5 separate regions of the Mus musculus genome follow, and all the other regions are linked to region 4. A link is a contact called in public HiChIP or PLAC-seq data. All regions are on one chromosome and are shown on one strand. Each heading gives the region's core, a stretch centred on a gene start, on an enhancer-like site or on the middle of the called end of the contact. The rest is flanking DNA. Distances are from core to core; before and after follow the strand shown.

What was found. HiChIP or PLAC-seq counts read pairs in DNA pulled down with a chosen protein or histone mark.
Region 1: a contact with region 4 is called in a CTCF HiChIP or PLAC-seq map of the NIH/3T3 cell line, with 7 read pairs. The contact joins two enhancer-like sites. A contact is called at or near these places in 3 of 15 datasets of contacts at CTCF or cohesin (the NIH/3T3 cell line, large pre-B cells and pro-B cells), 10 of 484 Hi-C or Micro-C datasets (B cells, CD4 T cells, cardiomyocytes and 6 more), 8 of 115 datasets of contacts at active chromatin or transcription factors (the NIH/3T3 cell line, astrocytes, differentiating embryonic stem cells and 4 more) and 1 of 9 other capture datasets (embryonic stem cells).
Region 2: a FOXA1 HiChIP or PLAC-seq map of pancreatic cancer cells shows a contact between it and region 4. The contact joins two enhancer-like sites. A contact is called at or near these places in 1 of 15 datasets of contacts at CTCF or cohesin (the NIH/3T3 cell line), 2 of 115 datasets of contacts at active chromatin or transcription factors (acute myeloid leukemia and pancreatic cancer cells) and 1 of 9 other capture datasets (embryonic stem cells).
Region 3: a contact with region 4 is called in a CTCF HiChIP or PLAC-seq map of the NIH/3T3 cell line, with 7 read pairs. The contact joins two enhancer-like sites. A contact is called at or near these places in 1 of 39 promoter capture datasets (embryonic stem cells), 2 of 15 datasets of contacts at CTCF or cohesin (the NIH/3T3 cell line and embryonic stem cells), 7 of 115 datasets of contacts at active chromatin or transcription factors (craniofacial prominence, embryonic basal ganglia, embryonic limb bud and 4 more) and 1 of 9 other capture datasets (embryonic stem cells).
Region 5: a contact with region 4 is called in a FOXA1 HiChIP or PLAC-seq map of pancreatic cancer cells. The contact joins the promoter of 4933405D12Rik here to the enhancer-like site in region 4. A contact is called at or near these places in 6 of 39 promoter capture datasets (the C10 cell line, the HPC-7 cell line, cranial neural crest and 3 more), 5 of 484 Hi-C or Micro-C datasets (cranial neural crest, embryonic stem cells, epidermal suprabasal cells and 1 more), 12 of 115 datasets of contacts at active chromatin or transcription factors (the 230-238 cell line, astrocytes, craniofacial prominence and 5 more) and 2 of 9 other capture datasets (adipose tissue and liver).

What each region holds. Positions count from the first base shown.
Region 1 is chr3:122,197,199-122,202,649 of GRCm38.p6, forward strand. Gm46822 (a long non-coding RNA gene) reads right to left here. Exons shown (of 6, transcript XR_001783970.1): 6 at 208-254. Among named protein-coding and RNA genes, the nearest start is that of Gm40137, 12 kb to the right of the region's middle. Within about 2 kb of position 2,028, at least 83 of the 459 cell types and tissues checked have an H3K27ac peak or open chromatin away from gene starts, as enhancers often do. A contact at or near this core is called in the NIH/3T3 cell line and pancreatic cancer cells, where this site is marked.
Region 2 is chr3:122,361,314-122,366,956 of GRCm38.p6, forward strand. No RefSeq gene overlaps it. Among named protein-coding and RNA genes, the nearest start is that of Gm4610, 28 kb to the right of the region's middle. Within about 2 kb of position 4,213, at least 103 of the 459 cell types and tissues checked have an H3K27ac peak or open chromatin away from gene starts, as enhancers often do. A contact at or near this core is called in the NIH/3T3 cell line and pancreatic cancer cells, where this site is marked.
Region 3 is chr3:122,347,054-122,352,400 of GRCm38.p6, forward strand. No RefSeq gene overlaps it. Among named protein-coding and RNA genes, the nearest start is that of Gm40139, 28 kb to the left of the region's middle. Within about 2 kb of position 1,823, at least 53 of the 459 cell types and tissues checked have an H3K27ac peak or open chromatin away from gene starts, as enhancers often do. A contact at or near this core is called in the NIH/3T3 cell line and pancreatic cancer cells, where this site is marked.
Region 4 is chr3:122,635,798-122,641,296 of GRCm38.p6, forward strand. No RefSeq gene overlaps it. Among named protein-coding and RNA genes, the nearest start is that of Gm43568, 8.8 kb to the left of the region's middle. Within about 2 kb of position 2,709, at least 31 of the 459 cell types and tissues checked have an H3K27ac peak or open chromatin away from gene starts, as enhancers often do. A contact at or near this core is called in the NIH/3T3 cell line, epiblast stem cells and pancreatic cancer cells, where this site is marked.
Region 5 is chr3:122,922,366-122,927,722 of GRCm38.p6, forward strand. It overlaps 4933405D12Rik (RIKEN cDNA 4933405D12 gene), which reads right to left and starts at 1,751. Exons shown (of 6, transcript NR_046036.1): 1 at 1,698-1,751. It overlaps 1810037I17Rik (RIKEN cDNA 1810037I17 gene), which reads left to right and starts at 2,032. Exons shown (of 2, transcript NM_024461.2): 1 at 2,032-2,291; 2 at 3,114-3,829. The coding sequence starts at 2,095. The coding sequence ends at 3,114.

The DNA.
Region 1 (5,451 bases), core at 778-3,277, 440 kb before region 4:
ATTTCCCTCAGTCCTGTTGCCTTCTGTGAAGCAGATCCGTTAATGGTTCCCATTTTTCTTACTGGTTTTTCATCAAGACAATAACTTGGATGGAATGGAACATGACTGACTGGCACTCAGTAACCATTTCTGATTTCCCAGCTCCGTAGTCCTTACTGCTTTTAATTCTCCTTCCAAGTCTATCCTTCCTCTTGCTCTCTTGATGGTGATTAAAGAGTAAATCAGGCACGGTGGGAACATTGCGATCCAGAGATCTGCAACAGAGGAGACATGGAAGACTGCCGCCGAGCTAACGTAGCCTACTGTTTTACAGGAAGCTTTTTTTATTTTCTGATGTAGAACAGCATCAGCAAAAACAACAATAAAAAGGATATTACACCACATGCATGAATCAGTCATGCCGTCATTTATTATCATTCTCAGGTATTAGTACATTACGTAATTGTGGTTCTCTGTTTTTATTTGATGGGCCCAGAGTTGAGGTGTTTGTAGCAGCATCACCATAAATATGTAAGTAATGTTTTCTGCTGCAATCTTAGACTTACTATGAGATCACTGGGTGCCAAGGGTTTTCCAGCTCCAGTCTAGTCTTCCCAGACCATCATATACATGGCCTATCACTGACTAAAGTGCCAGTTTGTGTGTATGATTGCATTTGCCATAATCAGAGCACACAGCTGTCCACAGTCAAAACTAGTACCAACCTTGAAAAGAAGAAGGTGTGTTAGACTCCGTCAGTAGGGGAATAGTCTTCATTTTTACTTTATTTTACTTTGGTTGTTTTGCAGATGCTGTGAGATAGAATTTTACTATGTAGCTTAGGTTGTCCTGGAACCCACTATATAGCCCCAGCTGGCCTCCACCTTGAGGCAATCCTCCTGTCTCAGCCTCCCTGATATGTTATATTCAAGCTTGAGAATCTTGAAGATTTGTATACCACCATCCTTTGTTAAATAATGGTCTGTATGATTAAGATGGTAAAAAATATGACTGGACGTGGTGATGTATGCCTTTAATCCCAGCACTTGGGAGGCAGAGGCAGGCAGATCTCTGTGAGTTTGAGTCCATCTGGTCTACAGGAGAGAGAGAGAGAGAGAGAGAGAGAGAGAGAGAGAGAGAGAGAGAGAGAGAGTTAGTTCCAGGACAGCTGGGGCTACACAGAGAAACTCTATCTTGAAAAAAGACCAAACGAACAAAAATAGGAAAAATGTGAAGAAAACATATAGAATCATTAATTTGGTATTATAAATCCATGTATACCCCATCCTGAAATCAAATGAATTCATTCTGACAATTGAGAGAAACTGGTGCTGATGCACAGGGTTTTGACCAGTCTCTCAAAACCGAGGAGCAAATGACACATTGCCCTTATCCCAAAGCTGCCTTCTCATGTAGCAAAATATAACTTAGAAATACCCAGACAAACTGTAACCTAATTTGAGAATACATTCTTTAACAAGTAGCTAAGTCTTGGCCAATCATAGCAGATGAACCATCATAGAATGCAAACCAATAAATCAGCTGCTGACAAGATTCCAAGCAGGATCTTTCTATATGTCACTTCTGTTTCCTGCCAAATTGTTGAGTAGAACTCTCCAAACTGCCTTTATCCCGAGAGATATCTGATAACAAATGGATCTTTCATTCTGCACAAAGTGATGCTCTTAAATGTAACATGTCTAAGGTTTTTTTTTTTTTTCTTAATGAGCTGCCTAGCTTGTTCAAGTCCAACAGAGCAAGCTGAAGTTGCTGCATTCAAAACACACTGCCCTACAGCATACCATAGAGATCTTGGGAACATCCAGCGTTCCTAGTGCACACTTGGAGCTGGCTCCTCCCTGGCCCGTTTAGAGAACTTTGCCTGGACACTATAAGCAAGATCACCAGGTCTGATGACCAGCTGGGCCTTGTCAGATATATCAGCAGAGAGACTGTTTACAAACAGAATGGAAACGCGTCTAGTACCCACCAAAGCTATAAGCAGCTCTCTAGGCGTCCAACTACTCTTTGGATGGCATCCAAGGATCAACGGTCAGATGTTGCATAACGTAGCACGTGATCTACCAGCAGTGCACACATATACAATCACCCTTTGGCAACAGGCCTTGGCTTTCATAACCACATTCTTGGATTTTCTGGTGAATTGTTCAAACAGCCACCATAAATGAATGTCTGTGCCTGATGATCCTATTTTGCTATGGAAAAGTGAGTTGGCTAGTTGAAGGTGCTCAGACAAATGTAAATGGAGATAGCTGGCCCTGGCCGTTACAAAACCAGGTAAAGACAAAAGGATTTGGAAATTGCCAAAGAACACATCTATATGGTTAAGGATTTTTTTTCAATAGTTAGCATTTTCAGCAATATTTAACATGCTCTCAAGAAACAATATAAGCTACTAATTAGAACCAGCAAAAATATGCACACACACACACACACACACACACACACACTCACTAACCTGAGGGCAAAAGGAAACTTAATGCCAGAGCCACGGTCAGACTCAGGTCCTAACAGCCCCAGGCCTGTCTCCAGCCCACATTCACACTTTACTCTCCTTTAATGAGAAAGAATGGCAGAAACAGGCAGCAATTGAAGGAGGGCCAACACTACATGTGCTTACTAGTCAGGCTCTGCACAAAAGCATGGCATTCCTTCAACAGCAAGGGAGCGGGGAGGCTGGAACAGTGGCAGCGCTCACAAAGCTGGGAAGAAACAAACATTGGGACTGGCTGGGTAGGGTAGGATGAATAACAAAGCTGAAATGATACTGAACCGGGTACCAAGGGCAGGTACATCTGCTTTCATGGGGTCCCGAGACATCATAATTCCACCAGAAATCCATGGAGTATGCATTGTCTCGGTTGACCTTTGCATGATGTGAAAAGACAAGAAGATACAGGCCAAGATGGAAGAACAAGACAAAAAGATCCACAAAAGCTTTGAGAGACTTGAGACTCTTGGAGTTAACTAAGAATGCCCGTGCCTCTGGGAGCAGATTCGGCCAACTCAGAGAGGGCAGGCATAGGCTTTGTCCAGCTAAGATCCAAAGGTCTGATAAATAAAACAGGAGGTGGTGCTTAGGGCAAGGTCAGAGAGATGTTTCCTCTCAGGGCTCTTGCAGACCCCAGAAAGGCTTGAAGCCTTATGAGTGTTACTATGGCTTCACACCAACGAATTCACTGGCCTGCCATTACATGATTCGACTTCATTTCAAGAAAGCAACGGAGAAAAAAAGAACTGTTTATGGTCAGTCAGAGCAGCAAGAAGGGTGGTGGCCGCTTTGTAAATGATCAATAGCAAGTCAGAGAGAGGAGGCTGGGATTGTTTTGTTGTTGCTGTTGTTGTTGTTTGTTGTTTGTTTTTTTCCCAAGAGACTCTTAACCTACATGCCTTCCTACCCAGAGAGATGTGTTGCCAGGAACACTCACCCAGATCTTCAGGTTAATTGACAGCCCCAAACAAGGCCTTCTTTATAACCCTCATTAGGAGTTCTGCTGAGTTCGCCCAGGGGCCCTGCAGAGCAGTGCCGGCCCTGCCTTGTTCATTTCTTCACCGTTCTTGGCCCAAATTTTGTCTGAGCCCCGACTCTTGGTGATGGTGTTTTATGTAACCATGGCTGCTCACTGCTTCAGAACTTGGTATGATTAATGGTCGTAGGAACACTGCCCCCTTGGCAAAAAAAAAAAAACAAAAAATAAACAAACAAAAAAACAAAACAAAACAAAAAACCCCAAACCAAACAAACAAACAAAACAAAAACAAAGTCTTCACAACTCTCACCTTGAAGGGAATAAAAGATTTTATTCTGGAGCCAAATATAAGTGATCTCCGCCCAGGATCAGGCTTCTCAGATACCGTGTTCCACAGTGGAAGAGGTTTCTTGGGAGATGTTATTCATTAGTTACAGATCAAAGTCATAAATCAAAGGACTTTCAGAATATATGAGTGGGGCCCACGGGTAGGTAGAGCACAGCAAGTGGGGAAACTGTTCGATTGCAGACACCATCTGATAACATTCTTAGCTTGTGGACTGTGGAAAGCAAAGCGCTAGTTTCCTAGGAATACATTTTGAAGACTTCGACAGTCACAAGGATGCTAAGTCTGATGTAGAGGTGGACAGTGGAAGGATTTAAAGTGGCCCAAGATACTGTGGCTCTGGCCTGCAACTTTCCACTTCTGACCAAGCAGCATACCTCCTGAAGCCTGCCAGTTTGTCTGTCTATCTACAAGACCCTCCACCACCCCCTTCCTCCTCACTCTCTCTTGCTATTATTCTTTTGTTCTTAACAACTGGCTTAACTACCATTTCCTTTGGATGAGGCATGCTTCTATATTTATTTCAAGATGGTACTCACACAAAATCAATTAGGTTTCTCTCTGTCTCTGTCTGTCTGTCTCTCTGCCTCTCTCTCTCTGTCTCTCTCTCTCTCTGTCTCTCTGTCTCTGTCTCTCTCTCTTTGTCTCTCTCTCTCTCTTTGTCTCTCTCTCTCTCTCTCTCTCTTTGTCTCTCTCTCTTTCCCATTGGGCTACAAGCCACAGAAGGGACTCTACTCTTTTCCATAATAAAGAAGTTTAGTCCTTTGGCCTCAGAGAATCTTTTTGTAGCTTTTCCCCTCCCCCATCCCACCCCACCCTCATCCCTCTAAGAACTTTAATTCACAGTGCTTTTACTAGTGTTGATCAGACCCCTGCTTTCTGTCAACCATTGGTTCTGAGTATGGCTTTATTGCTAATAACACCTCTATTTGTAATGTATTCCAAACATTATGTTCAGCTTAATCTCCAGAAACTGTACGTGGCTTTTCCAATAGCTTGTGTTTATTTCTTGTGTATTAGTGTCTTGTCTTTTAGAGACCAGAATTTGAGATCACAAAGCTCTGGGGCCTCTAACAAGATCTTGATTCATCCGTACCTCTCGCTAAGCTCTTACTCAGGGCCAAGAAGCAGAAAGACATGGTTTTCATTCTGTGGGGCGTAAAGTCCAGCCGGAGAAGGAAGGAAGGATGGACCAAATGGTTATGATTCCCTGTGTGTGTAAGGGGTAAGTGGAGAAGACACACCTAATCTAGAGGAAATGGATAGCTAAGCCTGTTATTAAAAACAAAAGACTAACAAGAGGGGGGGGGGGACTGGGCGATGGCACGGAAGCTGTTTTAAACCACAAGAGTAAGAAAGACGCTCAGACAAGTTTTCTGAGGTGCATCGTGTGGCTAGACACAGAGACATGGGTTTCACCGGTGCCTCCAGCAAACAGAGGAGAGGGTGACAAAGATCCACACCCTGCTAGGCTCTGAGTACTGTGCTCTGCAGCCAGGCTTTATCCTCCAGTGCACTTTACTTCTCAAACTGTGTTGAATGGCTGGGCAGTAACTTTCCAAACACAGCTGTAGGTAGCATGATCAGATCTGTTTCAGAAAAGTCACTCTGGCAGGAAGTTCCCTGAGTCCCTGC
Region 2 (5,643 bases), core at 2,963-5,462, 270 kb before region 4:
TGAGCGAGGATCACCCACAATAGGCTGGTGGAGAGGTGGGTGAGGGAGACACTGTTCCCTATGGGATTAAACTGGATGGCCCAGTTTGTGGCTAGAAGGTTCCATCACCACAATAGGCCCCTAAGCTTTGTGCTGATTATACCTGTCTGGGCAAAAGGGCATCTCTTTGGACATGGTGACTGTCCTGGCCTAGTGTGCCTCATTTGTGACTCTGCCAGCATGTGGTAGTGGGATGATACCTTCCGGGGTGACCTGACTTCTCCAATGGCAGCACTTCCTAGTGTTACCTCTCATGTCTCTGTCACAAAGGCTCTTGAGGCTGGCATTGTACTGTGCTACACTCACACTTTAGACACATCCTATGCCCTCAGGACAGGGCCAAGGACAGGGTTTATAGAACTAGGTGTCCAGTCGCTAGGCCCCTGGTTCAGAAGTTATTAGGAGCTGCAAGGTGGCAACAGTATAGCATTAAACCAGTTGTAGGGTCCTTCTGAGCTCAGGGGCTTATGCTTGATGCAGCTTATCACACACCGATGGAGCCAGCTCTGCCATGGGCTCAGAGAGGCTCATGTTCCATAGGCAAGGTTAACCGGGTCAGAGAAATTACACAGTGTACCTCTTAAGTCATTTATATCTTTGAATATTAAAATATTGCATCATGAGATCCAACTATCAAGATTTTAGCAAGTCATTACAGGGTTTATAAAACTCCAGAGAACCTTAACTCCGGGCGATCAGAACATGTAGGTGTGTATGTATTAACTCAGCGGTTTGTGCTTGCTTCTAAGCGTACCCCTAACTTCTCCCCTTCCCTGGGTGCAGGTGATTTCATCTCACAACCGCACTAAGGCCGAATGTACCCTTCTAACTGGAGCGAAGATCACTTGAGCTTGGCATGAAGCCAGGCTACCCAGAGACGACAATTTCTAGGGGAGTCCATGTTTATAGCCCAGTGGTACAGCTAGAGACTCAGAGACCAGAAACAAGAAGACTAGTTCATGCAAATAGAGGAGGAAGAGTGTGCAATAGTGTTCAAGGTTGGACAAGGAGGGTGGAGGTAGGACCTGGTCCAAGCCCACCCTTTCAAGAAAAGCATGCCTTCAGAAAAACCAAAGCTCTGACACACACACACACACACACACACACACACACACACACACGCACGCGCACGCGCACGCGCACACGCACATGCACACGCACACACACACCTTCTCTAGAGGCTCTGCTTTCTGACTTGGCTCCCAAGTTAAGCTTCCTTGATCTGAAGGATCCTAAGGTCATCAGACTTAGCAAACAAAGACACAGGATATGAGTCAAATTCAAATTTCAGTTCAACAATGAATTATGTTTTAGTATAAATATGACCTTTTCAATAGTTACTTCGAATAGGAATTCTCTGTTGTCTTAAGTTTCAACTTGACCAGAAAGTCTGCATCTAGTCTGCCACCTTGGGTGGCTACTCTCCCTCTACCTCTCCCAACCTGGGACCAGGACTGGCTCTTCACAGCTGCACATAACTCCAGACTCCAGCAGAGCTCACCAGGCTGTTTGCACTTAGCTGCTGATCTACCCTGCCCAGCCCAACCCTGCAGAGGTACACTTCACTGGCACCGTTGGAGAAGCTGCTAACCACTGTGAGAGATCTGGTGCCTGGCAGCCTCATCTCTGACCCGAGGCCAGCTCTGCTTAGCCCCAGTGCATTCCTTCCTGGCTCAGCTCATCCTTGGTGCTGGTACCAGCAGGGGGAGGAGGAGGAGGAGGAGGAGGAGGAGGAGGAGGAGGAGGAGGAGGAGGAGGAGGAGGAGGAGGCTGAGCTCAAGCCCAAGTTTCACTCCGTTGGCAGCCTGCAGGCCTACAGGGTGGGCTCTTGGTGGGTTAAGGTTGTGATTATGGCTTGGGGATGCCTGTTAGATAAGTTTTTCTGTATTTCAGTTCTTAATTTCCATGTTTGGAAATGAGCAGATTTCCTTAAAGGATATCATTCAGTCTGCTTACTACTCTAAGGTCATCCATCTTGTCCCTACTTTGAAGTCAAGGAAACTAAGATGCTACAGTCTTATCATAGGTGGGTGCCAAAGTTTAAACTAAATTCCAGTCTTTTTAATTCAAATATATGCCCTATACTCTGTACAGCCACATCACTGACCTCACACTCTAAGCTTCCGAGTGGTCACTGCTCACACTTTACTTTCTACCCAGTCTGATGTCTTCCGAATTTTGCCACTTGATAAAACTGCCTTAATTTTCTTGAGCTTCCTCAGAAAAATTAACACAAACTCGATGAGTTAACGCAACAGAAATTTATTGTGGTAGTCTGATGTTGTTGCCCAATGCTGACTGGAATACCTGATGCTGGGTAACCTTATAAAGAAAACAAGTGTTGTTTACCTTACAGTTTTGGAGGCTCAAAAACCATGTAACCCCCATTGGTTTGGTCTCTGGTGCAGACCCAAGGATTGATGCTATCATAATAGAATACCTGTGTCAGCAAGACATAGCATGACTAGACAGGGAGCCCCACGGAGACCTTGGCCAGGTTCCACTATTATAACAGCTTGCCCTTGTGAGAACTCACTCTAGGAGAACAGCGTCTCCAGGGACCTAGCAGCCTACCACAAAGCTGTTCTTCTTCAAGGGTCCTATCACCCCATGAACATCTGGAGGGCAAATCACATCAAATACATCTGGTCTCACACCTCAAGAGCCAGAAAAGCTCGAAAGTGTCAAGCTATGAGCAAGGCTGACTCCTGGAGTCTCTGAGGGAAGATGCTCTCAGTCTCTGCTTGCTCCTGGAAGGAGGCACCATGTGGCCCTCCAAGGCGTGTGACCGAATTGCCCAACTTGCCCCATCATCTTTGATTTTTTTTAAATATAATATTTTAATTTTAATTAAAAATATTGTCATATGATATGTTTTGAAGATGTTTTTCCCTCCCCCAACTCCTCACGGGTCCTCCCACCTCCCTACCCAAGCAGCTTTATGTTCTTTTTCTTTTAAAAAATAAGACACACACAAAAAAGGAGGTAAAACAGACAGACAGACAGACAGACAGACACACACACACACACACCACAGACACAGACACAAAACCAAAACAACCCCCAACCACAATTTAAAAAAGAAAAAAGCAAAACAAAACCTCAAAACTTCACTGGTATATCAATCACACTTCAGGTCAGGCCCCATGCCCAAGAGTTGTTGGGCGACACAAAGGACCCCAGTGGCATTTTTGTGGACTTTTTGTTTTATTCTGCTTTATTTTGGCACATGACTCCTTTTCTATACATCTCTCAGTGTCTGCTTCCATCCACATTTCCTTGTCTCTGCCACAAAGACACTATTAAGCTTGCCCTAATGCACTGTGACCTCATGTTAACATCCGCACAAGCCCGTGGCCACAGAAGCCTGCATTCTCAAGTTCTAGACAGACGTGAATTCCTAAGCAGTGTATGTGTGTGTGTGTGTGTGTGTGTGTGTGTGTGTGTGTGTGTGTGTAGGGGGAAGCACACACTGCTTAGCCTAGTATACTGGTATTTCCCTGGTTGAGACTCTCACCAGCACTGGACAGCACAGAAAACTCTGTATTGAGCATCTGTGTTAAGGCTTTGCCCTCTCCAGTCCATTGCTTTCTGGAAAATAAATTCACCTGTAGCTCTGTCTCCCTGACTTCAAAATACTAATGTGTCTATATAGCTGACAGCAGCGGCTCTCAGTCTTAAGTGTGTAAAAGGGTCAAGAGGAGAGGGTCTCAACCTTCGAGTCACAACCCCCCAAGGAAGGGTTGAACAATCCTTTCAAGGGATTAGCAGATATCCTGCATGCCAGCTGTTTACATTACAATTCACAGCAGTAGCAAAATTACAGTTATGAAGTAGCAACAAAATATTTTATGGTTGGGGTCACCACAACGTGAGGAATTGTGTTAAATGTCACAGCATTAGGAAGGCTGGGAACCACTGGCCTACAGAGAAGCCTTTTAGAATCCAAACTTTCTGATTTATGGACGAAGGGAAAAGGTCAGGAATTTGCATTCTGACCAGTTCCAGAAGATTCTGTAGAAAAAAAGATTCAGACTGTATCATGGCATATAAGAATCCTTGGTCTGATCCAGTTTCTATTTTTAGTTGTATCATCCAGCGCTCCAGCCTCAGCCATGAAGCCTGAGTGCAGCCAGCAGGGCTCCTCCCCTTTCTCTCCCTCCTCTCACCTCTCACACAACAGGGATCGTGGTGAAGTGGTTTGGATTCGCAGCCTGTCTGGACAATTACTCAACTGCCTGTGTCTCTGCTTTGTCAGCCATAAAGTTGAGTAACCTTCCTTCTATAAGCCTGCTGTGAGCAGAATCCCTAACTGTGGTGGTCTGGGAGCTGAAATCCCTAACTGTGAAGGGCCTGGAGCTGAAATCCCTAACTGTGAAGGGCTCGGAGCTGAAATCCCTAACTGTGAAGGGCTCAGAGCTGAGTAAGCACACAGAAAACCCTGGGTCCATTAACTACCATCTCCTTGTCCGCCCTCCAGTCACCATTGCTGAATATTTTTATTTGTGCTAGCATAGTGCACAAGCTAATCCCACCATTTCCCTGCATATATGTGGGTTCCTTTTTATGTGGTTTAGGGAAATATTTGGCTTTTTTTTTTAAGTAAGTAGTTTGGTGTCTTAATTATGTTTTTGTTGTTGCTGTTGTTGTTGTTGAAAATACACTTTTTTCTCACATAATGTATCCTGATTACGGTTTCTCCTCCCTCTACTCCCGTCAGTTCCTCCCCACCTCTCTGCCCATCCAGATCCAACCATTTTTGTCTCTCAGTAGAAAACAAACAGGTTAATAAGGGAAAATAATGAAATATAATAAGATAAAACTATCACATAATAAAACAAAAAAATACAGACATAGAGACCCACTCTTATCCTCTCTCTATCATCCTCCCATAGGGTTCCCTAGCCCTGAGAGGAGGGATTTGATGGGGACATCCTGTTTAGGCTTAGAGTTCCAAGGTCTCTCACTCTCTGAGTATTGCCTGGCTATGGATCTCTGCATTTGTCCCCATCTGCTGCAGGAGGCTGAGCAAGACACTGATCTATGAGTATAGCAGGATGTCATTAGGAGTCATTCTTTATTTTTATGTTTATTGCTATATTCTTCAGTAGAACAGTAGTGTTTGGTTTTACTCTAGGTTCCTGGGCTACCTAGTCTCAGGTTCCTTGCCACCCAAACAGAGTCAGATATGGAATCTACCTCTTGGAGTGGGTTGAGTCAACTCAAAGCCTGGCTGGTTACTCTCTGAAGCTTTGTGTCACGATAGCATTAACATATCTTGTAGGCAGGACACCATTGTAGATCTAAGGGCCTATGGCTAGGTTGGTGTTTACGTTTCTTCATTGGTAGTTTGCAGAGTTGCTGTCCTGTAACAAAGATGCTAGCACATAGGGTTGAAAGCTCTATGTAGACACCACCTCTCTCTTCATGTTCAATGAGGAGTATAGGTGTTGTCTTCAGCAATGGGGCCATCCCATCAGTTTATGGATAGCAACCCATAGTCTGATGGTCTGGAGTGTTTAGGTTTTCCCATGGGACCTCTTTGGCCAACAACCTAACTAGATATAACCTATTTCCAGTAGTAGAAGCATCATTTGGTGGTGA
Region 3 (5,347 bases), core at 573-3,072, 290 kb before region 4:
AGCAATGAAACCCTAAGATACCCTGCTGGTATCATTGCAGTTACACGTCAGAGACAGCGTGGAGGATTTCATTGCTTGGGTGAGCCAGTGACCTTCACACTCTACACTAGTGACAGTTTTAAGTGCAAGAGTTGGTGTCTAGCTTCTTTCATAGGTCCCTTTGGAGAGAGTGGTCTTCTGCCAGCAAGAAGTGTCTGAGGTTTCAGCTTGGTGAGGATGGGAGAACAGAGTGCAGGTGATAGTGTTGCTGTGTTCCGCTGGCGACGAGTGAGTCCCTAAGCTTGGCGCATGTGGATGGAAGGAGGGTTAAAGAATAGGTAGACATGTTCCAAAACCACCATAGTGATGTGGAAAAGCAATCATGCGCATGCTTGCACGCTCCCTCATCTAGTCTCTAGAAGGCCTCTGAGGGGTCACTAAGACAAGGGAAAGGAAGACCCTATTCTGTTGGTGCAGAACAAGGCTGGGAAATGTCCACCACTCCTAAGCAGCAAGATGGAGAGTTCCTAAGTGATGTTCTCAGTGGTCCCTTTCATCTCTGCGGTAAGGTGGCTTTTCATTTTCTGCAGCAAGAGGTGGCCCCAAACAAACACCTTGACCAGAATCCCACTTAAACTATTTCAACAACTCCTGTGACTTCCTGGGGCAAATGGAATTGCTTCCACTCAGCCACACCTGGATTCGAAAGGCAGCTAATTTTAGGCTCCTTGGTCCAATGCCAAATATCAAAGGAGAGTTGAAAGAATAATCTTTGCTCAATTAGAGTACAAATTCCTTCAACCGGGACCAATTCTGGTGCCTTGTTGTGTTAAGATAAGACCCCCCCCCCCCATTTATCACGTTCCTTTAAGCTGAGATGTTTCGAGTGAAACAGGAAAGGGGCAGGGGATGCATCAAGAGCTTTAAGCAAACTACTCATGGAGAATATGTAGCAAGCTGCAGAGTTGTAAGTGTGTAGTTGTGGAAGTTGTGTGGATACGAGGTGATTTGCATAATACTTGTATTTCTTTTGTAAGTGAGAATCAGCCATCTATAAGTTAAACACTTAATTTCAAATTTGAGAATGCTGTGAGGGAAGGTGCAAAAATAATGGGAGTTTCTGGAAATTGGATTTTCTTCAACTTGAACCAACTTGTATCACATAATTTCCAAGTAATTGCTAATATGATTTCAGATTTTTTTTTTGCCCTCTGTCCATTGAAATATCCACTTTAGATATTGCATTCATTTCCTTTTACTTGATGATTTATATTTCTAGTGGGAATCATGGTGGAGATCAGTACAGTTACCACACTGGAGGCCAGCAGGACCGCTCCATGATAAAAGGCGAAAGGCGTATGCTGCCAAGCCTGCTACCATGAATTCAGTCCCTGAGAAGCACGAGGCAGAGGAGAGAACAGATTTCTGGAAGTTCTCCTTGGGTTTCCACAAGTGTGAGTAGTGTGTGCCCCCTACACATAAATAACAAAAGTTACTGTAGACACATACACACATAGACACACACCATCACTTATTTCTTTTGATGAAGGATTCTTTAGTATATTTTCCGGGCCTACATAATGCTTTGTGGCTAACATGAATCATCTTGTAATTCCAAACTTAGTGGTAGTTTGAACATTTTAAGAAGGAAAACTGACCACATGAGTATTCGGTCAGACGTTGATCTGGAACCTTCCTATGTCCAACACTTCCTTGTGTCGTGGCTGATAAAGGATACACAAGAGCATTTCTGTCTCTTCCTACCCCGATCTAGCTACCAGCTGAGATAGGTGCACAGGCCACAGACACACCCGATTTCACTCACAGTATAACATGTTGAGCAATATAGTTCCAGCCCATGTGGCACTGAATCATCATGACACTGACAGGCATCAGGAGTGAGTGCTCTGTAAGATCATTACAGCTGGTTCCCAGGCAGATACATCCCTACTATGATTTATTAGTCATAATCCACACTTCCTAGAGAAATTGTCTTTATCTTCTTGATATCTCAAGGTGCTGTTCTGATAAAAGAAATAGACTCCCCTCCCCTCACACAGACCAGCTTTAAATTGTCACATTAATTATCTACCAGGTTATTTAACCATCAAAACAATTACATGCTTTTCTTTGGAAAAGTAAACCTGCTACTTACTAAGAGTCAAAAGGTTGTCACCGGGAAGTTAGAATTATTAATGGCTGAGGGATCATCAAAGAGAAGTCAAACAGAGTGGAAAAGAGCAGCCGAAGCTGGGAGCAGCAACAGGAACCTGTGCCAGCAACAGTGAGGATGAGCAGAAGATGGGGCAGTCTGCATGTGGCTCCGGCAATATTTATGAGCATTAAACAATGCATGCGATAGGCTGATAATGTCTGGAAACTGTGACTGCTGCCTTATAGGCAAAAGGGCCTTTGTGGTAGAAGATCACAAGAGGAAGGAGTTATTCTGGGTTGTTTGGGTGGAGCCTCTCTATGTAATTACAAATATCTTTATAAAAGGCAGAGGGAGATTTCACATAGACAGAAGACAGTGTGGTCCTAGAACAAAGATTGGAGTGATGTAGCCACAAACCAAGGAGTGCTGGCAGTCACGAGGGGCTGGAAGAGACAAGAAAGGATCATGGAAAATTAGAACTCCCCTGAGACATGTTCTTAGTGACCAGCTTCCCCCCCCCCCACTAGGCAGGAATTTCCATTGCTTCCCAATGACCTGTTCAAATTTTGAATCTATCAATAGGCAAAGCCATTCATTAAACCAGAGTCCTTGCGATATTATCCTCAAAGACAGACCTAGAGTAGTGCTTTCCTGTCTTCCATGTATTTTGTGCTGATTGGGTTTTGTCGAGTTGACACAAGGTAGAGTTATCTGGAAACAGACTTCCTTACAGTCTCTAGAGCATCAGTTTTCAACTGGTCACGATGGGTCACGATCTCTTTGGGGGTTAAATATAAGATATCCTATGCATCAATATTTACATTATGATTCATAATGATTGATTACAATAGCAAAATTACAGTTATGAAGTTGCAACAAGATAGTTTTAAGGTTGAGGGTCATTACAACATGAGGAACTGTATTAAAGGGTTAGGAAGGTTGCCAATGATTTGACTGTTAATCCTGTCAACCTGATTGAGTTAAATATTGTTTTTAGGATTTCTATTGCAGTCCTAAAATGCCATGACCAAAAGCACTTAGGGGAGAAAAGGGTTTATGTCATCTTACAACTCTCAGGTCAAATTCCATCACTGAGGGAAGCTCAAGGCCGGAGCCTGGAAGAAGGAACTGAAGCAGAAGCCATGGAGGCATGGTGCTTACTGGCTTGCGCCTCACGTCTTGCCCAGCTTGCTTTCTTATACAACACAGGACTATCTACCCAAAGGTGGGTGTGCCCTTTCTCATCCATCTTCAATCAAGAAAATGCCCCGCAGGTTTGCCCACAGGCAATCTGGAGGGAAGAGTTTCACAGCTGAGTTTCTTCCTTCCAGATAACTCTACCTTGTGTGAAGTTGACAAACACCAATCAGCATAAAACACTTAGGAGGTAGGAAAGCACACCTCCAGAAATGTCTTTGGGGGTGTTTCCAGGGAGGATCATATCACGAGGACTCTGGGTTAACGAGAGGTTTTGCCTATTGATAGATTCAACTTTGGAATAGGTTCTTGGGAGGCAGGGGGACTTCCTGCCTTGTGGGAGGAAGTTGGTTACTAGGGACATGTCTTTGAGGAGCTCAATTATTTTTTCATGATCCCTTTTCATTGCTGAGTTCTCTGCTTCCCACCCCGTACAAGGGGAAGAGGCTCATCTACCACATAGTCTCATCACCATGATGTTCTGTCCTAGCTCATGGGCCAAGCCACCATCTGGTAAACCATCCGAAACCATGAACCAGAATAAAAACGAATCTTTCTTCATTTCCCATCATCAATGTCAGACATCACAGATATAAGGAAGGGAAACAGGAAAGGGGGCATTTAGGGGTCTGTTCACTCTTCCATCCTCTTGGGGTGAATATCTTCTAATTAACTCCCAGTCTTGGCTCTCAGCCAGGACCAGAAGCACTTGTTGGGACATCACTACTGTCAGGATGGTGAGGCTGGAATTGTCAGTGGTCTCCAAGATCATAGTGATAAAAGGCCTAGAGATATAAAGCAATGTGTCCCGTGCAAGATGAAAGCTTACCACCATGCCAAAGGGTTTGTATTTTATCCTGAAAGCAGTGGAAAAGTGCAGGAAAGCTTTAAAGAGGGAACTTCATGAAGGTCCACTTCATATTTGTGAAAGACAATTCTAGCAGCAGTGCAAATCAGATTGAAGGGAAAAGGCAAGAAGCAGAGAAATTCACTAGTAACCTATTTCAATAGTGCAGGTGAATGCAAATGATACCCTAAAGTAATTTGGTAGTGATGGGGTATAGGGCAATACTTAGAGATAATTAGGAGATTTGGTCAACCACATGGAATGATACCAAAGACTGAGAATATAATGATGTAATGCTACTACTCTAGAGAGGAAAGGTAAGAGAAGGGTCTCAGGAAAGCTGAGGGCTACCCTCATGATAACCACAATATGCTGGACACAGATACCACAACCTGTATTACTGAACAATAAACACTGTTTCTTGAATCTATATATAGCAGCAACATCTATTCTAATCAGAATGGAGTCTGCCAATGTGCACATTTTTTTTTTTAGTCTGTTACCCTATTCAAAGACATGTTCCAAATCTACCCGATGGTTAGAAACAGTGTCAGATGTGTATACTCTAGCTGCAAGGGAAGCTGGAAAGTCAGTACCTAGACTATTGATTCTTACCTAAAGTCTGTTTTGTTTTGTTTTGTTTTGTTTGTTTGTTTTTTGAGACAGGGTTTCTCTGTATAGCCCTGTCCTGGAACTCACTTTGTAGACCAGGCTGGCCTCGAACTCAGAAATCCGCCTGCCTCTGCCTCCCAAGTGCTGGGATTAAAGGTGTGCATTACCACACCCGGCTCTTACCTAAAGTCTTTTTTTTTCTTCCATTTTTTATTAGGTATTTAGCTCATTTACATTTCCAATGCTATACCAAAAGTCCCCCATACCCACCCACCCCCACTCCCCTACCCACCCACTCCCCCTTTTTGGCCCTGGCGTTCCCCTGTACTGGGGCATACAAAGTTTACGTGTCCAATGGGCCTCTCTTTCCAGTGATGGCCGATTAGGCCATCTTTTGTTACATATGCAGCTAGAGTCAAGAGCTCCGGGGTACTGGTTAGTTCATAATGTTGTTCCACCTATAGGGTTGCAGATCCCTTTAGCTCCTTGGGTTCTTTCTCTAGCTCCTCCATTGGGAGCCCTGTGATCCACCCATTAGCTGACTGTGAGCATCCACT
Region 4 (5,499 bases), core at 1,459-3,958:
TACTCACACCAGGCAGCTCACAAACGACCTGTAACTCCCTCCCTCTCTCTCCAGTCTCTCTAACCTCCACAGGTACTCACATGCAGAAACCCACACAGTCACAGACACGCATACATATAATTAAGAATAAATAAATTAATAAAAAAATTTTTTTGCATACAGATTGTAAATAAATAAAAAAATTTGTGCACATAGATTGTTAAAGAGAAATCTGTTTATTACCTTTTCTTAGTGTTCTGGTTTGCCTGATGCGTCCAGAGGGAAGAAATGGCACAGATCACACGATGCAGTGCATTTGATTATATTCACAAAGCCAACTTGGACACTGCGAGGAGCCCATGCCCTAGAGATGCAGTGAATTTCTTTTGACAGCAATTCTGGGGTTCTTCGGTTTTTAAACTGGGCAATCTCTAGAGGCCATTGCTAAGTGTTTCGTGTATTCTTTGGGAGGTAGTGCTCTAATTCTCCCTCAGTAATCCTGAACTAGAGTCTAACTAGAGAATTCTTAAGATGGCGTTGGGGGTGTTGTTTGACCTGCTCGGGTTTGCTTTAGATGTGTCTGTGGTTTAGTGAGAGTTTAGTTAGATGTTTCAGGCTGGCTCAGAACTCAGAATTTTCCCATCTCAGCCTCCTGAATGCTTAGATTAAGGTGTGCCCTACTACATCAGACAAGCTATATATATGTGCATGTATATGTATATTTATATATAGTGTATATATCTACCATATATATATTAATTTGTGTATACAGATGTTCTGCCTACATGTCTGTTTCTTCACCATGTATGTGTCTGTCAAGGCCAGAAGAGGGTGTCAGATCCCCTGGAACTGGAGTTATAGCTAGCTGTGAGTTGTGAGCTGCTGAGTGGCTGTCAGGAATACACATGCATACACATATGAGTCTATGTGAACACATATATGCTGATGTTGGGTCCAGAGGTTGACATCAGGTGTGTTCCCTATCACTGTCCATGTTACTTTTTAAAATTAACTAATTTGTGTGTATGAGTATTTTGCATGTAAATATGTCTGGGCGCCCTATGGGCTACTCCCCTCTCCTCACGGTAGGAAAGGATGGTCGTCAGCCAAACATGAATCCTGTTTCCACACATTTAATAGTAAGATCCACAGTTTAAATTTCTATTAATTAATTAGGGTGTTTATTAATTTATTGTGTGTGTTGTGTGGCATATGCATGTCACAACATGCAATTCCAAGGACAACTGTTGGAGTTAGGAGTTGGAGTTAGGCTATCAGGCATGGTAGCAGGCATCTTTAGCTGCTGAGTCATCTTTTGCTGGCTCGGTATTTGTAGTTGCAAATGCCTAGCTGTGGGCAGGTGACATGGCTCAGGGAATTAAAGGTGCTTGCTGCCAAGCCATGAACTTAAGTTCACTCTCTGGTGCCAGCAGGTGGAAGGAGAGAACCGGCTCCCACAAGTTGTCTTTGGGCTTCCACAGATGTGCCATGGTACACACCTGTCACAATAAATACTAAAATTAAAAGCCAAATTATCTGACTTTAAAACAAGAGGTATCATACCCTAAAATTATTTCTGAACTTTATAACTTAATTTCCTTCAATGTAGGCTAATGTGTTTCCTGTTTCTTGAGAGTCTTGGGTATGGCCTTCCAAATCTGTGTCTATTTTTGAATACGTCAGTACACTGGAATTTCCCAATCTAGATGATAACATCTTCAAGGACTTGAGCCAGGTCAGTCACAAAGGCATATTAATCCCATCTCTGAGGACAGTAATTAGCCCTGCAGTGTAATGTCTAAGACAGCATAATCTACAAACACTTCAAACAAAATAATTTCTTTAAATTCCTCTAAGGAAAATAAAAAGAATTTTAGACTTTCCAGACAGTTCCATACATCTTAGCTTAGAGGTGAAGTTATTCTTTGTGATAACCAGACGGGATCAGAGTTTGACGCTTCAGTTCTCAGTACACAGCTTCTCCTGTTTGCACAACAACTGTGTTCTAGCATTGTGATGGCTTGGGTTCCCTTGTTCTCATGTCTGCCATGTCCCTGTGCTGCAAGTTGGTGACCTGGGTATACCTGATTTTACACCTTCCATGTTCCAGGAGTACTGTGTGCATGCCTGTTTGCATGTTTGCCATGTTCCCTGCATGCCACCACCTGATGGCCTAACCACATCTGCTTGCACATGCTCCGTGTCCCGGTGCTGCCATTTAGTGGGTTGTACATGCTGTTCACACACCGGCCAGGTTCTAGCACGGACACAAGAGTGGTTTAGACTGGCCTGTCTGCACACATGCCATGCCCTGGGACAGCCACAGGACACCGCAAGAATAGACTTTCACACACCTGCCTTGTCCAGGAGTCACCAAGTAATGGGGTCGTCAATCCGGTTCTTTTTTTTTTTTTTTTTTAAGATTTATTTATTTATATGTAAGTACACTGTAGCTGTCTTCAGACACTGCAGAAGAGAGGGAGTCAGATCTCATTATGGATGGTTGTGAGCCACCATGTGGTTGCTGGGATTTGAACTCCGGACCTTCGGAAGAGCAGTCGGGTGCTCTTACCCACTGAGCCATTTCACCCGCCTGTCACTCCGGTTCTTAATTACGCTGTGTCCCCAAACTTCCAATTGTCAACCTAGGGTCACCTGTTGGGACACATACCATTTCCCAGTGCCACCAGGGGTCGTCATGAGTATACTTGTTCCGGAGTCTGCAGTGTTCCAGCAACACCATGTGTTGGCACAGGCACCTTTGTCCACAAGCCTGTCAAGTCTCAGTCCTGTGAAAGTCTGGGCAAGCCCAAACATTCGTGAATCTCACCTACCAGTTCTGCTGTGTTGCAGTGCATTTGACAACCATGTTCTGTTCCAGGACTGCAAAGTAGGGGATCAGGTTCACCTGCAAGTTGCCTCCTAGCACCTCTACGTGGTAGCAAGCTCATCTATTGACACTCTTTCCACGGACCCAGAATCTCCAAGTGATGGCCTGGGCATTCCTGGTCACTTGTTTGTTGTGTTCCAGTGCTGCCACCTGGTGGCCTGTGTTTACCTGTTCACATGTCTGGTGTGTCTCAGTGCTGCCACCTGGTGGTCTGTACATGTTCGTTTACATACTTGGCTATGTCTCAAAACCCGGGCATGCAGGTTTGAATGCCTGCTGTGTTCTAGTGTTGTGTTCCACTAGGCTGTCTGGGCACACCTGTTCACATGCGCTCTGTGTTCTTATGCTGCCATTCGTTTGTATGCATGCTGAGTCCCAGGGCCAACATGTGGGGGCTTTGGTATATCTGTACTAAGACCTACTATATCTTTGTGCCACAACTTGGTGGTGTGGGAATGCCTGGCTGCAAGCCCGCTATGTCCCAGCACTGCCACTTCATAGCCTGCTGTGTTTGCATGTCTGCTGTGTTACTAGGCCACCAGTGTGATGCCCTGGGCAAGCATGTTGCATGACTGCTGTGTCCCATTGCTACAACATGGTGACCTGGGTAGCCTACTTGCCTGCCTGCTGTGTCCTAGGGTCACTAAGGGGTGGTCTAGGCATGCCTGTTGTCACACATGCCATGTCTTAGTATAATGCCTGTTGGGATGCATGCTGTTTCCCCGTGCCACCATGTTGAAGAATTCCTTATGTACACATCTGCCAAGTCCCAGCACCACCCCGTGGCAGAATAGCCACTGGAGTTCAAATGTGTACCACATCCCAGTAGTGTCGTGCCGTGTTCTGGACTCACCTGTTCTCACGGGAGCCAGATCTCAGTGCTGCCCTGCGGTGGCACAGGATCTTGTGTTCACGAGCGGCCATGTTTTAGCGTTGCCACATGGGGGATATGCTCACCTGTTATACTCCAGCTGTGTTCTAGTGCTCCCCAATCTGTGTGTATTCCTGCCCTGTCCCTTCTCTGCCCTGTGATGGCCTAACTATGCCTGTTTGCATGCCTGTTGTGTTTCATTGCTACCATGCAGTGGCCTGGGCAAACCTGTCAAATGCCTGCCAGGACACCGAGCTGCCATGTGGCAGCCCAGGTGTACCTGCTGCATGTTTGCCACGTTTCAGTGGTGCCAGGTCACAGCCTGGGCAGCCCTGTTCATTTGCTATGCCCTGGGGCTGCCAAGTGACTGTAGCAAACATGCCATGTCCCAGTACCACTACATTTTTGCCTGTGCATGCTTGTTCATACATGTGTTCTTAGCCGGACCAACATGTTATATAGCCTGTGCTCATTTGTTGTCATAGTTTGAGTTTCATTGTTGTGAACAGACACAACAACCAAGGCAACTCTTTTTGTTTGTTTGTTTTTTCGAGACAGGGTTTCTCTTTTAGCCCTGGCTGTCCTGGAACTCACTCTGTAGACCACAGAGATCTGCCTGCCTCTGCCTCCCAAGTGCTGGGATTAAAGGCGTGCGCCACCACCGCCCGGGTCAAGGCAACTCTTATAAAGTATAAAATTTAATTGGGGCTGGCTTACAGGTTCAGAGGTTCAGTCTATTATCATCATGGCAGGAGCATGGCTGTGTCCAGGCAGGCATGGTGCAGAAGGAGCCAGGAGTTCTACACCTTGATTCTCAGGCAGCAGAAGAGACTGTTTCACACTGGGTGGAGCTTGAGTCTAGGAAACCTCAAAGCCTGCCCTGCCCCCACAGTGACACTCTTCCATCAACATGGCCACACCTACTCCAAGGCCACACCCATTCAAACAAGACCACACCTCCTAATAGTACCACTCAGCATGGGCCAAGCTTTCAAATATAAGAGTCTATGGGGCCACACCTATTCAAACCACCACTCTGGATCACAAATGTGCTGTCATCCAGGGCTGTCCCATGGTGACACAGGCTTGCCTTCTCACCCAAGAGCTGTGTCCCAGTGCCACAAAGTACTGGACTGGGCATCCCTGTTCACACCCCTGCTTTGTTCCAGTGCTGGGCCCTCAGCGTTCCTGATCTTAAGCCGGCCAAGTCATAGGACCACTATGGGGTTGCCTGAGACACGTGTGGTGCACCCCTGTCATGCGCACCCACATGATATCCCAGCAGCACCACACGGCAGCATAGAAACACGTGTATGCATGCCTGCAGGGTCCCGGTGCCTCTATGGCTGTACACGCATGACTGTTTTCACACCTGTGGTGTTTTAGCACTACCACTTGGTGGTGAAGGCATGCCTATTTACATGCATGTTGTGGCACAGAACCATCCATATGAACTCCTCTGCTCACCCATTTTCCATGTCCCAGCACTCCTATGTGGCAGCGCAGGCTCTTGTTCAAATGCAGTTGGTATTACAGAGTGGTTGCACAGTGGTCTGGCTCACTTGCTCACAAACGTGCCATTTCCAAGTTCTGTCATGTGGTTGATGGGCTAACTTGTCCTCATGCCTATCCTGTGCCAACACTACCATGTGGAGGCATGGGCACACACCGTTCTTACTGTATCCCAGTCCATCCACATGGTGGCCTAGAAACACCTATTAACTTGTCTGCCTAGTCCCAGTGGCATGAGTTAGTTGTT
Region 5 (5,357 bases), core at 501-3,000, 290 kb after region 4:
ATACAGTGTTCTTCTTTACAGCTGCATGCTATCTTTGTCTGTATGACCTACTAGTGAACTGAAGCCCAGTTAGCTAGCTGACACAACAATAGCATTAAGATATTGAAATTAAAGTTCACTTTTTGGTTATTTTAGTAACCTTAGATAATTTGTTATTTTTGTTCCCTAATTTTCTAAATCCATAACCAACTTTCGTATTGTCCATGCAAAAACTACAGCTCTCATCTTAAAAGAAAGAGACAGTTTATTCAGGAGCCACCCTGAATGGCCATGGGGACACAGATCTATATCTGTTACCCAATTCCATATTCCCACATGGAAACAGTTTCGTGAAGTTTTTAAAATTGCTTCACAGAACCAAGAAAGTAATAAAACAAGGCAAGCCCAAAATACACTGGTGGGTACTTTAGAAAGGCTGATTTAGGAAAGGAGAAAGCTCTTCTGTAAGCCCACGATGCTATCAGGGCTACTTGGTTGGTATAAGTTAGTGGGCTGCTAAGTTAGTAGACTCCAACAGGTTTTTATCTAATGGTTACAGGATATTCTGACATAGAGTTGAGTGGCTTATTAAAATACTCCCATGAAATACCTATGTAAATTCCACGCTTTACCTTATCTGAGCCTTCTGAAAATTCGTGACTGTAATTGAGACAGGCTAATTCCATGACAGACTTCTAATTGGCAGTTCCTGGGATTAGGCCTAAAATCCTAGGCTTCAGGCAGCTAGTCAGAAAGTGCCCTACCATCAGAAACGACCCCCCCCCCCCCAAAAAAAAAAAACCCAACCTGGCCTGAAGCAAGGACAATGGGTTTTCAGCCCTCACACCCAGGCAATAGTTTCAGAATGTCCTTAAGAGAGAGTAGATAAGGCCACCTACCCCAGGATTCCTCAGGCAAGTTTCTAGCCACCACACCAAGGTTATGCTTCTGGAATGCCCGAGATAAGAGTAAGACAAAGCCCATCTATCCGAGAATTCCCCCAATGTGCAGCGAGCATACTTGGTAATGGGAGACTCCAGCATGCTGGACTTCGACAAAATAAAACACTCTGTGTGTTTACAAACTACTTGAGTCTGGAGTATCATTCTTCAGCGAATCATGGACCCTTACAACGTCCACCTCATCAAAACTGTTTCAAAAATTATGAGCAAATCGCTCAAGTCTGTACAAAATCATCCAAAGTTCTCAAACTGTACACACTTCCCAAACATGTAAGAAACCAAAAAGTTTACGTGTATTGGAGAGATGATTCTACGGGGTCTGCCAACCTTTTTACATTGTCACACAATGTTGTCGTCTCCAAAGTTATTATCAGAGAATCTCACGATCTAGTTTTTTAAAAGGAAGGAAGAAAGAAAGAAAGAGAGAGAGGGAGGGAGGGAGGGAGGGAGGGAGGGAGGAAGGAAGGAAGGAAGGGAAGGAAGGAAGGAAGGAAGGAAGGAAGGAAAGGAAGGAAGGAAGGAAGGAAGGAAGGAAGGAAGGAAGAAGGGAGGAAGAAAGAAAAACATCCCCCCACACGCTCATGTTTATAAAAAGACTACTTTTGTGGGTGGGCAAGGCTGGAATCCTTTGAGGCGGTTCCTGAAGTTCTGGCATCATCTCAGAGAAAAGGAGTTGAGACAGTTTTCATCCCAGAAACCGGGAGAACCAGTAATGCACCCTGCAAGGCAGCGTTTGAGCTACGTGAGAGAGCTCACCTGCACCTTAGAAACCACCTCTGAACACCGCAAGGGGACACCCCACCAGGAAGCAACGGGGCGGGGCACAGAGCGCATGCGTGCGGTCGGGGAGGCGGGGCAGACACCTTCGCCAAGTTCGGGGGGCGAGGAGGGGTGGTGGAACAGAGCGCCTGCGCCAAGAGCAGCCGGCCCAGCGGAGTCTGCGCGTTCCCGGGAATGCCGAAGAAGGCGAATTCCTAGAAAGGGAGGACGCCTGCGCAGTCCGGAAGGCGGGGACGCGGGGGCGGGGCGGGGCGCGGCGGCGGGGGCGGGGCGCCTAGTCGATTGGCGGGGTTACCCGGAATTGGTTGCTAGACTGGGCGCGAAGCGGTCTTCAGGTTTGGTCTCAGTTGCGCGGAAGTGAAACGACGCGGAGATGGAGGTGAGCCAGGCGGCGTCTGGTACCGACGGTGTCCGGGAACGGAGGGGCTCGTTCGAAGCTGGAAGGAGGAACCAAGATGAGGCACCTCAGTCCGGGATGAACGGGCTTCCGAAACACTCCTACTGGCTGGATCTCTGGCTCTTCATCCTTTTCGACCTGGCCTTGTTCGTCTTCGTGTACCTCTTGCCCTGGTGAGTATCCTGAGTTGCAGAGTTGAAGAGCTTAGGAAGCTGGCGGCTGCTTCAGTCTTCTCGGAGAGGGAGGGAGGGACGGCAGCTAGAGATGGCGGAGTTGGAAGAGCGAAAATGGATTTCCTTGACACCCCAGTGGCAAGAGGAGTGTGGAGAAAACTTGACTTCCCATATTTGTCTGTTTCATCACCACAAACGAACTGTTAAGTGTTAGAAACCTATACCCATAATTAGATCTATCGTAAATAATAAAAAATAATTACTAAAAACTAATAAAAATAAAAGTAAATAAATATCGTAAGTAATAAAAAATAGAGCATGACAGGTTAAATGTGATTATATCTAAAGTGATTTGAGTGTTGTGCGCCTGCTTAAAATGCTTAGCCCAAAGCAAGCCTTGTAAACTTAACTTGTCCATAACTTATGCAGATAAACGCGTATTATCTTCCAGAGTATCCCCAGTCCTACATCTGTCAAAGAATGGAGTATCTTGGGTTTCTTTGGCTCTCATTTTTTCGGTTTTGTGGCAAATTAGAAGGCAGAGAATGGGGGGGGGGTTTGAAAAGATAAACAGTTTTTTGATAAAAACTCGTTAAGTCATTTTGGTATAGACATTTCAAGAACAGTGATTTATTATTTAGTTATTTTTAATGATCTCATTTTCACCTCTGGGTAGAAAATTCATGACTTAATAATGTAGGCCTTTAGTTTTCCTTATCAATAGTGTAAATTATGTAGGGATAGGCTAGCAGTATCTATGTTCAGCGTCCCACTAAATGTCAAAATAAGCAGATGAAGGAAACAAGTATTTGGTTTTTACAGACCGGTTTGCTGAGTCAAGAATGGGGCTTCTGGAGTGAATCTTGAAAACGACTATAGACTCTTGAATGAAGAGGACTCCAGCAGCTGACTTCGGCACCTCTATCTAACCTTTTCTTCAGCCCTTGACCTCACTAAAGTACTATCATATGTTTAAAACCTGTTTTTCATGGTTGAAGTAATGATTGTAGCTAAATGATAGATAATATATATTTTTAATAATGTCTGTAACTTAAGTACTTATGGGAAATAAATGTATGTAAAAAAAAAAAGTTATCTTTGTGAAGCTTACTTTCTCAAATATTGTTTTAAAACTATGCTATTATAAAATAATTATCTAGAGTTGAATAGGTAGCACTTACTCAGAAAGGCCACAGTCCCAAAGCAGCTACTAGAAACATTTTGGAAGCTGTTCCTTGTCATCTTAAGACCTGGGTGATTAGAAATTCTTTACTGTTGGTTTTAGTGCTATTCAGTATATGAGAACTGTCTAAAATACTCAGAGGGGGTGTTCTTCTCCCTTATAATTCACACTATTTGGTGAACTGTTTACAGTTGTCTTAAGATACTGTTGCATTTGCTTGGGTAATTTTTGTGCAAGGTGTAACTGAAGTATGCGTATTAGCACACAGGGCCGAGGTGACTCTTGAGTTCACCACACTCTGGGACCTGCTTACTAATTTTCTCTAATAAATGTTTAATCACTGAATTTAGTTTCACACTGTGTCAGATTCTCTGGTGGTAGAGTGGGGAGGTTAATAGCTTGCCATTAGGTCACACAAGTACTTTATTCTCTTGAGCCCCAGGCCAGCCCACCACAGCTGTCAGCTAACTGGACATTTCTAGGATGGAGACCTTAGTATGATGGTGAATTTTTGGGTCACTTTGGGCTAAGGGATCCATGACAGATGGCAAAACATTATTCCTGGGTCTGTCTGTGTTTCAGGAATAGGAGCTGATATGCTGGGAAAATAGTAAAGGAAGCCTCCCTGATGTGAGACCAGTCACCCCACCCCACCCCTTTTAGAACATGGATGAGAAGGCAGATGTCTCTGCTGGAACATCTATTTGTGTGGATACCATCCTGAGACGAGTGAAGGCTGTGCTGAGGGAGTCTGGCCTCAGAACACAACAGCAGAGTAGGCTCTGCGGGACAAGCCGGCTCAGAGAACAGCTCTGCCTCCAAGCAGGGCTATTCTGACCTTGGAGTTAACCAAAATGGGCCCCAGCTGGGACAATGACCCACTGCCTTAATGCCTCTGTGGTGTACCCCTCCCCTTAGAATAGCTCCCTTGAAAGTGTTTCTCATTCCTCTCAAGTCCACTGAAGCTGTACAGCTATATTTAATAAACTCTACTCCAGCCCTTTTCATTACTTTCCCCGTTGCCCAGGTTGCCAGCCTTTCAGCTACTTCCAGGAATGGGCTCTGCGCGGACATCAGTACTTGCAGATCTGAGTTCTCAGACTCTGGCCAGTCCCTGAGGTTTGGACTAGAACTCAAACTTCCCTAGGCTTCAAGCCTACAGTAGATGGATAGACATAGATAGACAGATAGACAGACAGACAGACAGATAGATAAATAGATAGATGATGGATTTCTGAGGTTTGTGTAAGACAATTTCTTGTGATAATTTCTCTCTATAATAGTGCTCTTTCCAAAGAACTCAAGTCCAGTTAATACACAATTATAATTGCCACAAAGGAACAGCATGCAGGCTCCAACTCCTATAGATAACTGAGAATGTTTTTTTTTTAGTAAACTAGAAATAAATGGGCTTTTCAAGGCAAGCTGCAAATTTGTTCTCATCAAAGCAAAAAGTAAGCTGGTAAGTTCCTTAGTAAATTCACAGTTGGTTTCTAAACATGAAGTAGCTTCTGATGGTTGCATTTGAATTGGCTTAAGTCTTGGAGGAACTTGTTAGGGAGGCATTAACCTTGAGTTACAGGATGAAAGTGAAGAGCTCCAAGTACTGGGCACTGAACAAGCTATGTTTGGAAGTCAGGAATAAAACAAGGCTGGGCATGGGCCAGATACCTGCTATAAGGCTTTTTAGTCAAGAATGGATTTTGCTTTTGCTTTTACATTTGATTTTGTTTCCTGAGACAGGGTCTTACTGTGTGGCCCTGTACACAGCTTTGCAGACCAGGTTGGCCTTGAACTCAGAAAGATCCACCTGCCTCTGCCTACCCAGTGCTGGGATTAAAGGCGCCCAGCTGGTTTTCTTTTTGTTAACAATTTGAAGTGCT